Linked DNA regions of Columba livia: region 1 is linked to region 2. A link is a contact called in public Hi-C data. All regions are on one chromosome and are shown on one strand. The core of a region is the stretch at or near the end of the contact, and the rest is flanking DNA. Distances in the headings are between cores, read along the strand shown. Region 1 has its middle 6.1 kb from the start of DSTN. Region 2 overlaps SNX5 (sorting nexin 5).

What was found. Hi-C and Micro-C count contacts between places; a contact is called where the count stands out from the background.
Region 1: a Hi-C map of liver shows a contact between it and region 2, with 5 times the contacts expected there. The contact joins two enhancer-like sites. A contact is called at or near these places in 2 of 2 Hi-C or Micro-C datasets (crop and liver).

What each region holds. Positions count from the first base shown.
Region 1 is chr3:108,187,932-108,194,408 of bColLiv1.pat.W.v2, reverse strand. No RefSeq gene overlaps it. Among named protein-coding and RNA genes, the nearest start is that of DSTN, 6.1 kb to the right of the region's middle. Within about 2 kb of position 4,983, at least 1 of the 3 cell types and tissues checked has an H3K27ac peak away from gene starts, as active enhancers do.
Region 2 is chr3:108,077,065-108,083,976 of bColLiv1.pat.W.v2, reverse strand. SNX5 (sorting nexin 5) reads right to left here. Exons shown (of 13, transcript XM_005508806.3): 13 at 6,367-6,912. The coding sequence ends at 6,888. Among named protein-coding and RNA genes, the nearest start is that of MGME1, 21 kb to the right of the region's middle. Within about 2 kb of position 1,701, at least 1 of the 3 cell types and tissues checked has an H3K27ac peak away from gene starts, as active enhancers do.

The DNA of each region.
Region 1 (6,477 bases), core at 3,734-6,233, 110 kb before region 2:
GCAGGGAAAGGAAACAGGTATTGGAAGGGAGGAAGGTGGATGGAGAAGGCCAGAATTGCATTGTCTGGGGAAGTTAATGTTTCAACACTGTAATTAAACAGGAAAAGGGATATCACTGGTTATTACAAACTCAGATTAGTACAAAACTAAACCTACTGCATGTGGCAACAGTTTTGAGAAGCAAATGTCACAGATACAAGCAGGAGGGCCACGTACTTCTGTAGGACTACTAGCAACAACCAGCAACTAGTGCTTCAGGCAGACCCTCTCAAGCCCTGCTGTTCCATCAACAAGACTGTCCAAAGCCACCAGAGAGAAGAAAACTGCATTGCTGCCACCAGATTTCCACCCACTCACTGTGGTTTCTCTCACTAGCCAGCCTCAATATTCCTAGCCTCAATATTCCCCCTTTCACATGAAGCCTGCATTGAGAGGGCAAAACTCATCCAAGCACTAAAAGAATAATATTTTTTTTAAAGGCAGAGCAAGCACCACAGAATTCAGCCCTTACTACAAGAGCTGGGACGTGGTGGAGACTGAGGGACTGTTTTGCCATGTTGGCCACTCTTTCCTCACCATTGGAGTGGTGTGAAGGATGGGAGCTCTCTGGTGGCAAAACGTGAATTTGCAAAGATGGACTCTCAGTGGCCTCATTGCTTTTCCCTGCTCACATGGAAGGCACAAGAACACAACAGAAAACCAGTCTTGTGCTGCCCTCCCCTAGAGGAGATCCAACCAAAGCACTGCTCTCCAGAGAGCAGTCAGTCCTAACCACTGACAAGATGCTTCTTTGTGCAGGAGTGTCTATTTCAGAGCCTGGTGCAACTCCAAGCTCACAGGCTGCCCCTCACCACCCTGCAGCCCTTTCTTCAGCATGAGCTGTGCTGGGACTCATTCACCAGCGAGGAGGTACCTGCATTTTGTTACACGACAAAAGCAAAAGTGCACCAGATAGATGAGTGTTTGTAAGGGCTGGTGTGGCTCCAGTCCAAAGAAAAAAAGGGACAGCACTGGCCTGAGAACTTGAGGCACAGGTGAGAGAACAAGAAAGCTGATGGGAAGCCAACAGCAAAATGAAAGGGAAGTGCTTGAGATTGGTCTGCTTGGAGAAACGCCAGGAGTGGTGTAACCTGCCAACCTAGGGGAGAAACACCTCAATCCTCACCATCCAGGTTTCACAAGACCCCAAAACAGAAGCAAGACCCAGCCAAAAAAAGGAGAATTGGGTGAGAAAGAGCTTGGACTGCCACAATTTTCACAAAACATCAGGCCTTCACTTTTAACTACCTGATTTTTGGCACTGCCTTCTTGGGGAACAGTCAAGCCCAAGCATCCAGTAGCCCTCAAACAGCTGGGATCTCAGGGGATCTGGAAAGACAAACCACCCCATCTCATACAGACAGCTCAAATGCTCAGCTTACTCCTTAAGGCCTACCTTTGACACCTGGTTCTCAGCTGTGTGCCACTGCTCCTCACTGCCTGGAGATCAGCATACTTGCAATCTGGACACATCTGGCATTTCTGTCTGGTCCCTTCAAGGGACCTGGAAAAGAGATAGCAGTGACATGCCACCAGTCCTTGCTGGCATGTGCTCTGAGCCACAAGCCCCAGTACACAGATGAACGAGGCCCATGTAACCTCGTACAGTTGTTCCCACCTCCTGGCCCAGGGCAAAAGCCTCCTGCCAGCCCGTCCCTCCACAGGGTGTACTGAACACTAGAACTCTTCACGGGTTCAAATGGTGATGAGTCAAAATCAGGAAGGATAAAATCCACAGAAAGTTATTCAAAACAGAGGCATGATGTCAAACTCATGTTGTACCTGACTGCACATTAGAGGCTGTCAGACTATCAAGCTGATCTCCTGCTGCCAGCTCACTGCTTTCATCCATCCTTCCCAGGCATGTGCTGCTGGAAGAGGACACTAGGCTAGACAGAGCTCTGATCTGACCTAGGACAAGTCTAGTGGGAGCAGAGCCTGTCCTTGGGCAATTCTCTCTGCAACTCTATTATACTCCTTCCCAGACTGAGAGACTGCACTGTGCTCCAGGAACCACCCAGAGCTGGCCAAGTTTGTCAGCTTAAGCCTCTCTACAAGACGTAGTTGCAGCTGTTGGGGAGAAACAAGAACATCAGGCCGAGAAGGGAAGCCACAGAGGGGCTTAATGCTGCAGAGAGAGAAGAGAGGGAGAAAAAAATAATAATAAAAAAAAAAAAGGTGGGAAACCACTAGTTTGTACCTAGCTGAGAAAGTCCGGACTGCTCTCCCACGGATGTGCGGACAAACTCCTTCCGCGCCACCAGATGGTGCCCTGCCTTCAGCCACCAGCAAGCAGCTGGCCTGGCAGGGGACAACAGCTCTCACTCTCCCACTCCGCCTGCATTTGATGGGCACTATCGTCAAAACTGCGGGCAGAGGGAAGCACCAGCCCTGCTTTGCCCCAGGGCTCGGTCTCTCCAGCAGGACATCTGACGGCTGCCCAGCCACCTACCCCCTGAACCAGGGTGAGGCTGAGTTTGAATTTGGGACCCAGAGATTCAGGAACCAGGAGAGAAGGGTAAAATCAACTGCCTGCCCAGAGGTGAGCCCCCTGGAGCTGGAGCCAAGGTCAGAAGTACCTTTATGGCATTGTGATAGCAAAAGTATCATAGGTTGGGAGGAAGATTACCATGAAGGGGGAAGCACTGTCCAGGAGTTATGTTTTGGTTACATTCAAGTCTTTTTGATCTAGTGGAAGTGGCAGAGACCTGGGGAAGGATTGCAGGGTACCTGCACGAGGGAAAAGTTGCTCTGGCAACTGGCAATCTGGCCAGATTCAACCCATGCACCATCAACTTGCAAACTATGCTTCCTGGCCTCCTTCAGAAACACAGCTGCAGTCATGCTCCTTGCCAGCGCCCACGTAGGGCTTGTTGGGTGACTACGTATGAGGAGATCTGAGCTGTGCTACTCAGGCAATGCAGTGGCTCAGAAAAACACCATTGGTTGTTGAAGGCTAGAAACACACAGGCTTGCCAAGCTGGTTCATCTCCCCAGACCAGCTAGCATTCCTCCAGTAAGTGCGAGAGGCGAGCCAGCACACCGAGCACAGGCCACCATCATAGATCCAGATGCAGAACAGGCAGATCTAAAGAGGGTGGTGGGAAATGGCTGCTCCACTCACACTACCCTGTTTGTCAGTGGAGACCTTCCCACAGCTACTTCCTTGAACAAAACCAACCACAAAGGAATATATAGCTCACCATGGCCCAGCTATCAGACCAGCTGACTAGCAGAGCTACAGCTATGAAGCCACTCTTGACCCACATATGAATACCACATCCTGAAGGTCAAAGCTACCCACAACATAGAAAGAAGAGAGACCAGGGATACAGCCAGAGGTTTCCATCTATGGCTGCGTGCTGTCTGCCTGCACACTTGCAGAAAATGCAGCTAGACCCCCCTCTTTTTCCAGTTTGCATCTCTGCAATATCCTCCTACTTGTCTGACAAACACCACCTCACCTCACAGAGTCCACATGGCAGAAGCGGCAGGAGTGTTGTCTAATGCACGTGAGGCAGGTTCACCAGGAAAGCAAGACCCTTTTTAAGACTACCCAATATATTGAAAGACAAAATAATAAGCAAGCACAACCTGGCATGGTTGCTCTCCCTAGGAACCACCCAGGCTATGGGCAGATTTGTCCTGCTGCTCACCCCAGTTGTGTTTCACAGGCACTGGCAGTGCTGTGGCTTCTCACCACTATCACAGTAGCCAGGGCTGTGCTTCAGAAACAAGTGTTTACTTCTCCATACCTGCCTCTGCATCTCGGGCCTCCAGTAACCTCCCTAAATTCTCAGAGCACCCCCATCGTACACCATCACATTCACAGAAAACACATTTAGTGCCACTTCATTATTTTTTGACAGTTTTAAAGGGGCTTTCACTACCCTCTAGCAAATCCTTCCCAGCTATCAGGCTGCTGTTGATGAACACGTGTCATGCTGACTAATATGGTCTCATTGCTTCCTTTTTCATTACCCCATGCATTTCTTATCTTATGGTTAGACAGTAAGCAGATTAGGGCGGGGATTTTCCAGTCTATGCCTGTATAGCACCTTGTATGATTGGTGATACATGCATTAGGGCTAATTCACATGCCATCTAATCTTACCCTCAGAAGCCCTCCTTATAATGAATTCCAAATTTTAACCACCCCAGTAACAACAGGCAAGCTCCCTCCATTCCTTAGAGCTAAACTTAGACAGGTTTAACAAGTGGTCACAGCCTCAACAAACACAAACAGGCCTGGAGTTTGCAAGCTACAAAAAACAGCTGTCCTGCACAAGCAACTCACCATCAAAAGGTTTCTTCATTATTCTGATTCAGCTAAGTGCAAACCCTATACTGAAAAAAACAACCTGCTACACTAACATTCTGTCTGGGTTGCAGTGTGAGAGGAGTGGGGTTTAATTTAGTCAGGAAATAAAAAATTATTAATGGCATTGCAGATGAATCTCAGCAGCAACCACCTCCACACCTGAAACAAAGCCCACTTAAGCCACAAGTGCTTATTCTCTAAGAAATTCATGCAGCCATGCCACATTTGATGTAGCAGCATTATCATCTTCCATGTGCAGAGAAGAGATGGCCTGAAGGTTAGGGTGTTACCCTGTAAAGACAGTGAAGACTTACCACAGATTTCCTGCTCGAGGCTGGGAGAGTCATGCAGCTTCTCTCAGCCCAGCCCTTCCCCTCTATAAAACTGGGCTGCACACACAGCCTTGTCTCACAGCAAAAGCTCCGGAGTGTAACCACGCTAAACACTGCAAAGCATTTGGGTAACACAGCCAGAGATGCTGCTTAAATCTTTACCCACTGATAAGAGAAGTTCAAGGCCTCAACAAGTGCACTCAACATGAGCCTCCCTTCTCAGACCAAGGGGGATTTCAGATCCAATTCACATCTATGCAGGGAAACCAACACATCATTGTTAAGTTTTGCTTGTTGCCTATTTTGAGGATGCAAGTGAGAATTGAGTGGCTAGTCCTTACGCTGATTCTGGGGCAGGTGAGGCTGGATGCGTTTCATTCTCATCATACAAGGTACTTCAGGCAGACACTTTACTGACAACAAAAGCAAAGGAAAACAAAAAAAAAAGGAAAAAAATAAACAAGGCAGGTAGGAGAGTTGCTTGATGACATTCTTGCATATTTAAATTGTCGTGGGGCTGTTCCATTCCTAAGCTACCTTGTGTATTCTCTCCTTCCTCCTTCTAGTGGTGAAAATGCCCCAGGGCATCAGGCTACCTTCCCAGTCATACTCAATCCAGAATGGTTCTGATGGGGCTGGTAAAATTAGCCAGGTTTTACAGCAGTAAGCAGAGTCAGATTTTGGTCAGGTTGGTCTTAGCCTGCAGAATTTTTACCATACAAGAATTAAAAGGTCTGCAACCTGCAGCAATTGTGGGAGTTGAGAGCAAATTAAAATGAGTTCTGGCATTCATCCTTAGCAATTTAGGACAGACTTTTCAGTACTGTAAAAATAGCACGTGTTTATAAGCAACATCCAGCTCTGATCTCCACTAAATCTCAAACTGTATTATAGAAAAGACAGTAACAATGTCAGCACTTCACAAATTGGAAACTAAGGCAAAGGGGGGAAACAGCTTTCCCAGCCTCACCCCACAGGCTAGGGCAGTGGTCTGGGCCCAAATCCAGGCTCCTGGTTCCTGCATGCTGCCTGCTGGCCATACCACCTCCTCAGAAAAGGAACAGAGCATCACAGCAGTTTCTGGGAATCACCTTTGGGTTCTCCTCCTCCTCCAAAATTTCCCTTTACATTTTTACTCCAATGCATCTACTAAGCAGAATGTTTCATCAATGCACGGCAATGGGCTTCTCATGGCTTTGTTTCTGACGGTGAAATAGCTATGACTGTAAGGTTTACAGAGACTTTCTGTTCCTGTCTAAAATTATCTTTGCTGAGACTTGTGATGCCAAGAGCACAGAGCCAATATTGCATAAGCCCTGAGAAAAACAGACTACATTTCAGGCACATTCAGATAGCAAGGTTACAGGAACATCCATCAGCCACAACCAAAGCTAAGGGCCACCACCACATCAGGCTGCGCAGAAGGGAATGCTGCCTGTTTCTTTGCTGCATGAGAGAGCACAAAGTCAGGGCCTGATGCTTCCATCTGGGTGTTCTGCAGTCATGTTGTGTTTGTCCAGCCAAAGAGGAGTCTCTGCAATCCCTGCTCAAACTGCAAGATCAGGGCAAGATCAGGGCAAAAGGATGTGAAAAGACAGCAGGTGGATGCAGACAGATGAGGGAAGTGGAAGCTAACAGGGAGGCAACAGCAATTAGAATAAGAAGTGGCAGGCTAAGCTCACCAGCTGCTTTGCCAATTGTCTGCCTCTGTGATTCCCAACAGCAAAGAAGCAATTTGCCTAAGAGCACAGTCAGTAGCTAAAACTGCCCCTCAGAACTTAAAGT
Region 2 (6,912 bases), core at 452-2,951:
CAGAGCCCTGGAATTTTGATGCTGTTCCCATCACACTGGGTGCAAAAGGTGCCTCAAATCCACCCACACCATCCATATGAGCAACTCCAAAGAGGTATCCCCAGAGGCCTCGCTGTTGATTTAACAGCATACAGCATTATGAACAATACAGCTCAGTTAGACACAAAGGAAGTACCACGCCATATTAAAAGCAACAACAACTGGTGTACAATGAGAAGGTGAAGAGCAGAGGTCCCTTTCCTCTCCAGCCAAGACACCTTCCATAACACCATGGTCTACAGGCAGGAGTATCCACTGTAGCCTTGAAACAGCAAGTTCAGATTCATGAGCATCTGCACAAAAACTTGGCCCAGAAAACATTGCTAAGCAGAGGTTAAAGCTCAGAGTTGGACATGGCCTTCTTGGTTTCTGTTCAGTATCTAACACAATTCAGGACTGCAACAGCATGAACAGACAGGACAGCAATGGGACAGAACCAGACAGCTGACAAATGTATCTCTGAAGGAAGAGAAAGTCCTGATCCAGTGGTCCATCTACAGGTGATCAATAACCACTGGTGTGCATCAGCAGTAATCTGCTCTTTTAGCCTCTGAAGCAGATCATAGGTAAGAAGGACAAGTACTGATGATGGGGTAGGTATTCATACCAGCAGCAACCAAGCAGTTCAATTTTTATACAACTTGATGCAGTTAACAGTGATAGTTTGACAAAGCTGATTAACCTACCACAGGCTTGTCTGGTCTCAACTCCTAAGGGAACTGAGTCTGCTTGCAGACCCTGTAGTGGAAAGATGGCACCAACACATCCTGGAAGAGCTTCCTCAAATCTCATCTCTTCCCTATCTCATCAGGATAGCCCTGCTCTAAGCACCTAGGTGTTTGCAGGAACAGATAACCAGCTGCTAGAGTTGCACATATAGCCTGAGACACTGTTCCTACCTCCAGCAATAGCAGCCAGGATACATCTCAGATCGCCAGGCAGAGAACACAGACCCACCACAGCAGAGATGCCCCCTGCTCTAAGAGGTCCAAGGGAGGAAAACACAGAGACCTTCCTCTGCAAACAGGAGAGAGAACAGAAATAAGAGGAGCTGAAGAGTTATAAGGAGAGGCAGATACTGTAAATTTGCTAAGTATCTTACTCCCAAGCAAAAAATCTCTCCTGCTTCTCACATTAATCAGGGCACTTAAAACTAGTCTTGACCAGCTGCTCCCACTTCCTTTGTCCAGCTCTTCTTCAAATGCACAAGCAGCGCACTGAGAAACAGAGCAAATGTGTGCAAAGATAGGCAGACAAAAATCAAGACTTTGGAAAACCCTCCGTAGAAGTAAGCACCCCTCTCCCAGCACAGAGGCAGCTGTGCTTTACAGTAGGACAGTTTCCAGTGTTTTCCCTTCTCTGTGCAGACAAGGGATTTCCTGTCCTCCATGGCAACAACCTCACATTTACTGAAGGAGGCTGTGCCAATAATCTCCACAGCAGAATGAAAAATTTTAAAGTGGCACTGCCTGTTAACTCAGGGTTTCAATTAGCTGATGTTTACCGCACCCATGATCCAAAACCACTTCGCTGCTCCCCTTAAAAGGTTTGTGAGTGGGGGTAAATTTCCAGTGCTGCACTCCCCACACAAGGAGAGTTATTATTTTCTTAAACACTAAGGGATAGAAATCTTTCTGAAGAAGTTGCCACCAACACTTCCCAGCAACAGCTGTCTGTGCACCTTCTGAAGGACAAACTTTTATAAAAAGTAACAGTCCCCAGTTCAAAGGTGGTCCCCATCATGCAGACAGCCCTGAATTTAGATGGCCCACTACAGGTTCAGAAGTAACAACTGCCACTCTCTCCTGGAAGGGAAGCACTTACTGGACCAGTGCTGGTCCAATGGTTTCAAAACAATTGGGCTAAGCTAAGCCTCCCCAGCAAGGTCTCTTCTGCATCCCCTTTGAGTCACCCTTGCACAGGCCTGCATGCTTCTCCGCTCCAGGAACACAGATTCAGTGCACTGACTTGGCAGAGCCTGTTTTTGTTTTGGCCTATCTCCATTTTGGCCCATCTCATGCCATTTTAGTGAGTTACATCAGCTTGGCACGAAGCCACACAAACATAAGGACCGGGCCAAGGGATGCAATAGGAACAAAACAGGAAGGGAAGTGAGGCCATCCCCTTTCAGTGGCACCCATCGCTGTCTCAAATTTAAGTAGACTAACTTTACTAGAACATCTCTGCTAACCTGCTCATTAACCTCTTAGGCCTAACAAGGTTTTGTTTAACGAAATTTTCAAAGACAAGGAAATCGAGAAAGAGCTAGAAGCCCTTGACTAAATTAGGCCAAAAATATACCTTGGGTTTGGTATGAGATACAGGTACAATCTAAACCCATGCTGTTTTATGGAACCAGGCTTTTATCTTTTTTCTTCCCTTTAAAACTTTCCCAGAGAGCAAGCAGAACAAGCTTGATCCAAACTAAACCAGACACAAAAAAAGCAGCATGTCATTTTCAAAGCAGGTAGTAGGCTAGCATTAAACAGGAACCTTAAAATTCTTTTAATCCTTGTTTTACACTAGTGAATCAGACTCTCTGGGGCATTTTCCCCATACAGAACAGGCTTAGGAAAGTTTTTAAGTAAGAGCAAAGCAACATTATACTCAAGAAACAGAAAGGGAATGAGAATCCCTTTAATCACGGAGAAGATTGACAGCCTTACCTATAACAGGTTAAGGTGCTGGAAGCAGCTGAGTACACACAACCCGTACACTACACTCTACACCTGAGTGCTGACAAGAAGCTAAAGTATCAGCAGACAACACTCACAATACATTTCCACCTTCCTAGAACTCCACTATCCTCTCTTGCAGAAAGTGACCTTGCAATTCCACTGCCAAGCAAAACAGACCCATGGAAGAGTGCACTAAAAGTCATTGAAACCAACAGGTTTCACTGCATTGGAGCACAGACAGAACACACACATCAGCAGTTACCACATCTGCACAGAAGAGCAGTCAACTGCAGCCACACTAAAGTCACAAGCACTCATTCGACCACTTCCAACAGCAGCACATCAAGACAGCAGGAGCCATGGAGTGGAGTTTCAATTCCAAGTTAAATTTCTGGTTCTGACAAAAACTCCCTGTGGAACAACAGGCAAGTCACCTTTTCCCAAATCCCCTTCCCTGAAAAATAGGCAACCATCCTTGCTTGTCTGTTCAAGTTACAAAGCAGTCCTAGCTGTGATTATTTTTAGCACACTAGCACAAAACCCAGCTGAGCTGGACTTTGATCTCATCTGAGCCTTCTCATTGGCTTCACAATATAAAAAGTAAACAAAAGGCAAGGCTGAGCCCACACCAGAGCTTGACCACTGGACAGCATTTTGATAGCAGATGAACCACAATTTTCAGAAAACAGTGAGCTGCAGGTCCAAAGCTGGAGCCAGGCAACAATCTGATGGATTAAAACAGATCACCAGTGCCTGTATTCATTCATCGGTGACCAGTGAGCTACAAACAGATTTCAAATCCATTTCAGATATCCCACTGTCACTAAGTGATAATGCAGGTGTTTAAAAGCACAAGTTGAAATAATTCATTACTGCTCTCTCAGACACAGCAGCAAGTGCTGGGACAGCAGGAAAGTACTGAAAGCTACATCCAAGAATGGGAACTCTGCAGAGCTCTTTGCTTCACAGCACAAACAAGCAGCTCCTCCCAATCTTTTGGGAGTGACTGCAAGTTCCAGAAACTATTAATACCTACTGAGAAAACCTTCCCAACTCCATATTTTGAGAAATCCATGTATGCTGCTACCAGTAATCATCCCAAGATTAGTCAGACTGCAGCTGAATTTCTGTTCCCAGTCAGGCCAGGGTATTCAGTGGCATTTCTCAGGCCTGTGAAGCCAGTCATAGCTGCAGAACCACTGGGGGAAGCATAGACCCAGCAACAATTAGCACGAAGAGTCCATGCTCACAGCTCTTCCAGGCCTTCTGTATCCCAAAAGCACAGGTACTGTCTTCTGCTTGGTTTACCAGCCTTACCATCAGCAATGTGTCTTCTTAGAACTATGAGCAATTGCATAAACCAGAGCTAACCCAACTATTTCTTGAAGCACACTTGACCCTTAATCATTCCCTTCCTATGGCTACAAAACCCTGCCTTATTGCACCACCTGGAATCACAATCTTGTACAACAGGACACATTTATGAGCTTCTTGTATGGAACCAGGTTGATTTCCATCTGCAGTTTTCCAATATCCAGATACTGCCAACTCCTTAAGTACAACCACCACCTGTTTTACCCACCCCACAGATGCTGACACTTCAATATGCCTGACTCTCTGTAAACACCATACCAGTGCTGCAGCATTCTGCATACAGCTGTCCTGCTGCTAATCTCTCCTGGGTTTACACCATGATCCAGATCCACTGCTCTATGCCCATGTTAACTGTTAGCTCTGCTCCACTGGGAACAGCCAGCCAGACACCTGCAGCACCCTATAGCTCATTTCTAGCCCACCTTGTCTGCGCCATCCCAAGAGTCATCATTGCTTCTCTGCAAGCAGAATTGTGCTACTGTTGTCCAGAGACACAAACCACCTCCTTACTCTCTAATGCTCAGCAGACAGCTGCATACCTAAGGATTCATGTTTCTATTGGGAGGACAAATAACATCTGCTCATCCCCAAGATGGAAGAGAAAAAAATAGAATCCAAACTTACTATCTATCCTGTAACACTACAGATAGTCCAGCAGCTACATGGCACTACAAATATTCCCCTTTGGAAAGCAGTTTCTCTATGCTTTCTCCCATAACACAAACCACAAGCATGACACCAACATACAAGGGGATGCAGCTCTGCTATCAGCTGTGTTAAAAGAATGTGTCCTTAGTTCCAGCCTGGAGATTTGTACCTGCCAAGCTGCTACTGGGAGAACCCCTAGTCCATTTCAGGCAAAACAAGATGGATTAGCAGAGACCTGCTGTTTAAACTCTTGGGGGGAACATGGCTGGCAGGGGTTGTGTATAACTAACCCAAGTACTTGCACTGCAGGCCAGCAGCACACTTACCTCCAGGCAGTAGCAGTATCTGCCTTTATCAACAACACTAGAACTGGATGTTTAACAAACCTTAGTAAACTTGACAAAACATTAGTTTTCCCTCTGACCTCATTCAAATGGACAGAAAGGAGACGATGTGAAAAGCCACATACCACAGTTACCATCTCAATGATAAGGCTTGTGCCTGTTCTCCAAAGCCAATTTGCAATCCATAAACTGGAGCAACAAGTTGTACAGGTAAACTGCTTTAGAGACATGATCATGACATATACACTAGAATCAATCCTTGTTTGGAACATCTATGAAACTCTGCTCTTATTCCACCTCTGAAACAGTTTTTTAAATTACATCAGCAATATTTCTAAAAACTTATTTTCACATTGATGATAACCTGCTTTATCACACTGACTTGCCTGTGGCAATCTTTGTTCTGCTAAGGCTTTATTCAAGACTCTGCTAAAAGGAAAGTCAACTCCAGTCACACCACATTTAAAGAAAGATTTCTGTCCTTCCTTATAAGCAGACTGCTCACATATGCACTCAGTTTCTCCTATAGATCAACACAAATCCAGCTGCCAGGTAAGAAATTACAGTATGCAGCAGGATTTCCTGTACTTCCTTACAGCACAGTGAGGGTAAATGTTGTGCAATTAGTTACCAGCAGCTGTCCCAGCCTGCCACCCACTGGTGATTAGAAGTTTTAGTCACAAGATACTAACCAAGACTTGGATACTCTTACTCAGATGCTTTTAGATGGGTATGGCTTGCTGACCTATATCCACATACATGAAATGACAGCCAGCCTGCAGAAAGATGAGCCTGGGATTTATAGGCGGAGTTGCATCAGTTACGAAGATGTACACCCAGTTTGCCAAAGTTTAAAATGATTTCTCTTATATAAGACTGGAAATGGCTGGGCTTCCAGAAGCCCTGAAGTCTTAAACAGTTCCTTTATGCTAGCAGGAGGTGTAGAGATTGACAAAATATGAAGTACTAACACAGCCTGAAGGAGTTCAAGCCATCTATGAAGTTGGAAGAGTTCAAGCATATCAATGCTTTTGAAAAGCTTTGTTTCCTTTGTGTACAGCATATAAGAAATAAAAGTTTGAGAGCTACTCAAGCAACAAGACCCGAAGTTGCCACATTGCATGTTAACACCCATTCCAAGAACAATCCTGTTAAGTCAAATATTTAACCCTAGTGCTCCAAATGAAGAACTCCAGGTGATCAGTAATTTGTCACAGGTCTGTGCCTGAAACCCCAGTTTGCCCTTTTACATCCCACACAAAGTCTTGCCATACAAAAGCAGCTTGTTCTATCAGAGATCTTTATTTGCTGTATTGCTGAAGTGTACAAATACTGAATGTAGTTATAGAAATGCAAAATATATTGTAGTAGAAATCTGTCTGGGAAGTGGAATGTTAGGATATTTACTTTATAAAATTACTACACTTATATAAGTCACTGCCACTTGCAAGTTTTAAATATATCAGGGCTATGAAGAGACAGATTTATGATCCTGCAAGAAAAGGAGTTCTTCTCAGAAAACATCTTCTGCTAGGTGAAGTCAGTCAACAGCAAATTGATTTCTTATACTTTACTCATTTTGAGTTATCAGCCAGCAGGATGTCAGCTACATCCAGACAATTCATACACAATTTGGCTCTCATTTATACTAAGAAAGTCAATGTATCACTATCAACATATTTAAGTACTAGTCAAACAATCTCTGTGACAATATTTATTTTACGCTAACAAAGTCAAGCCAATAAGTTGCCCCTGGCCATTGAGTGCAATTGATGCTTTTTTCACATTTTCAGAATAAGGCTCCTTAGTTCTTGAATAAGTCAATACAG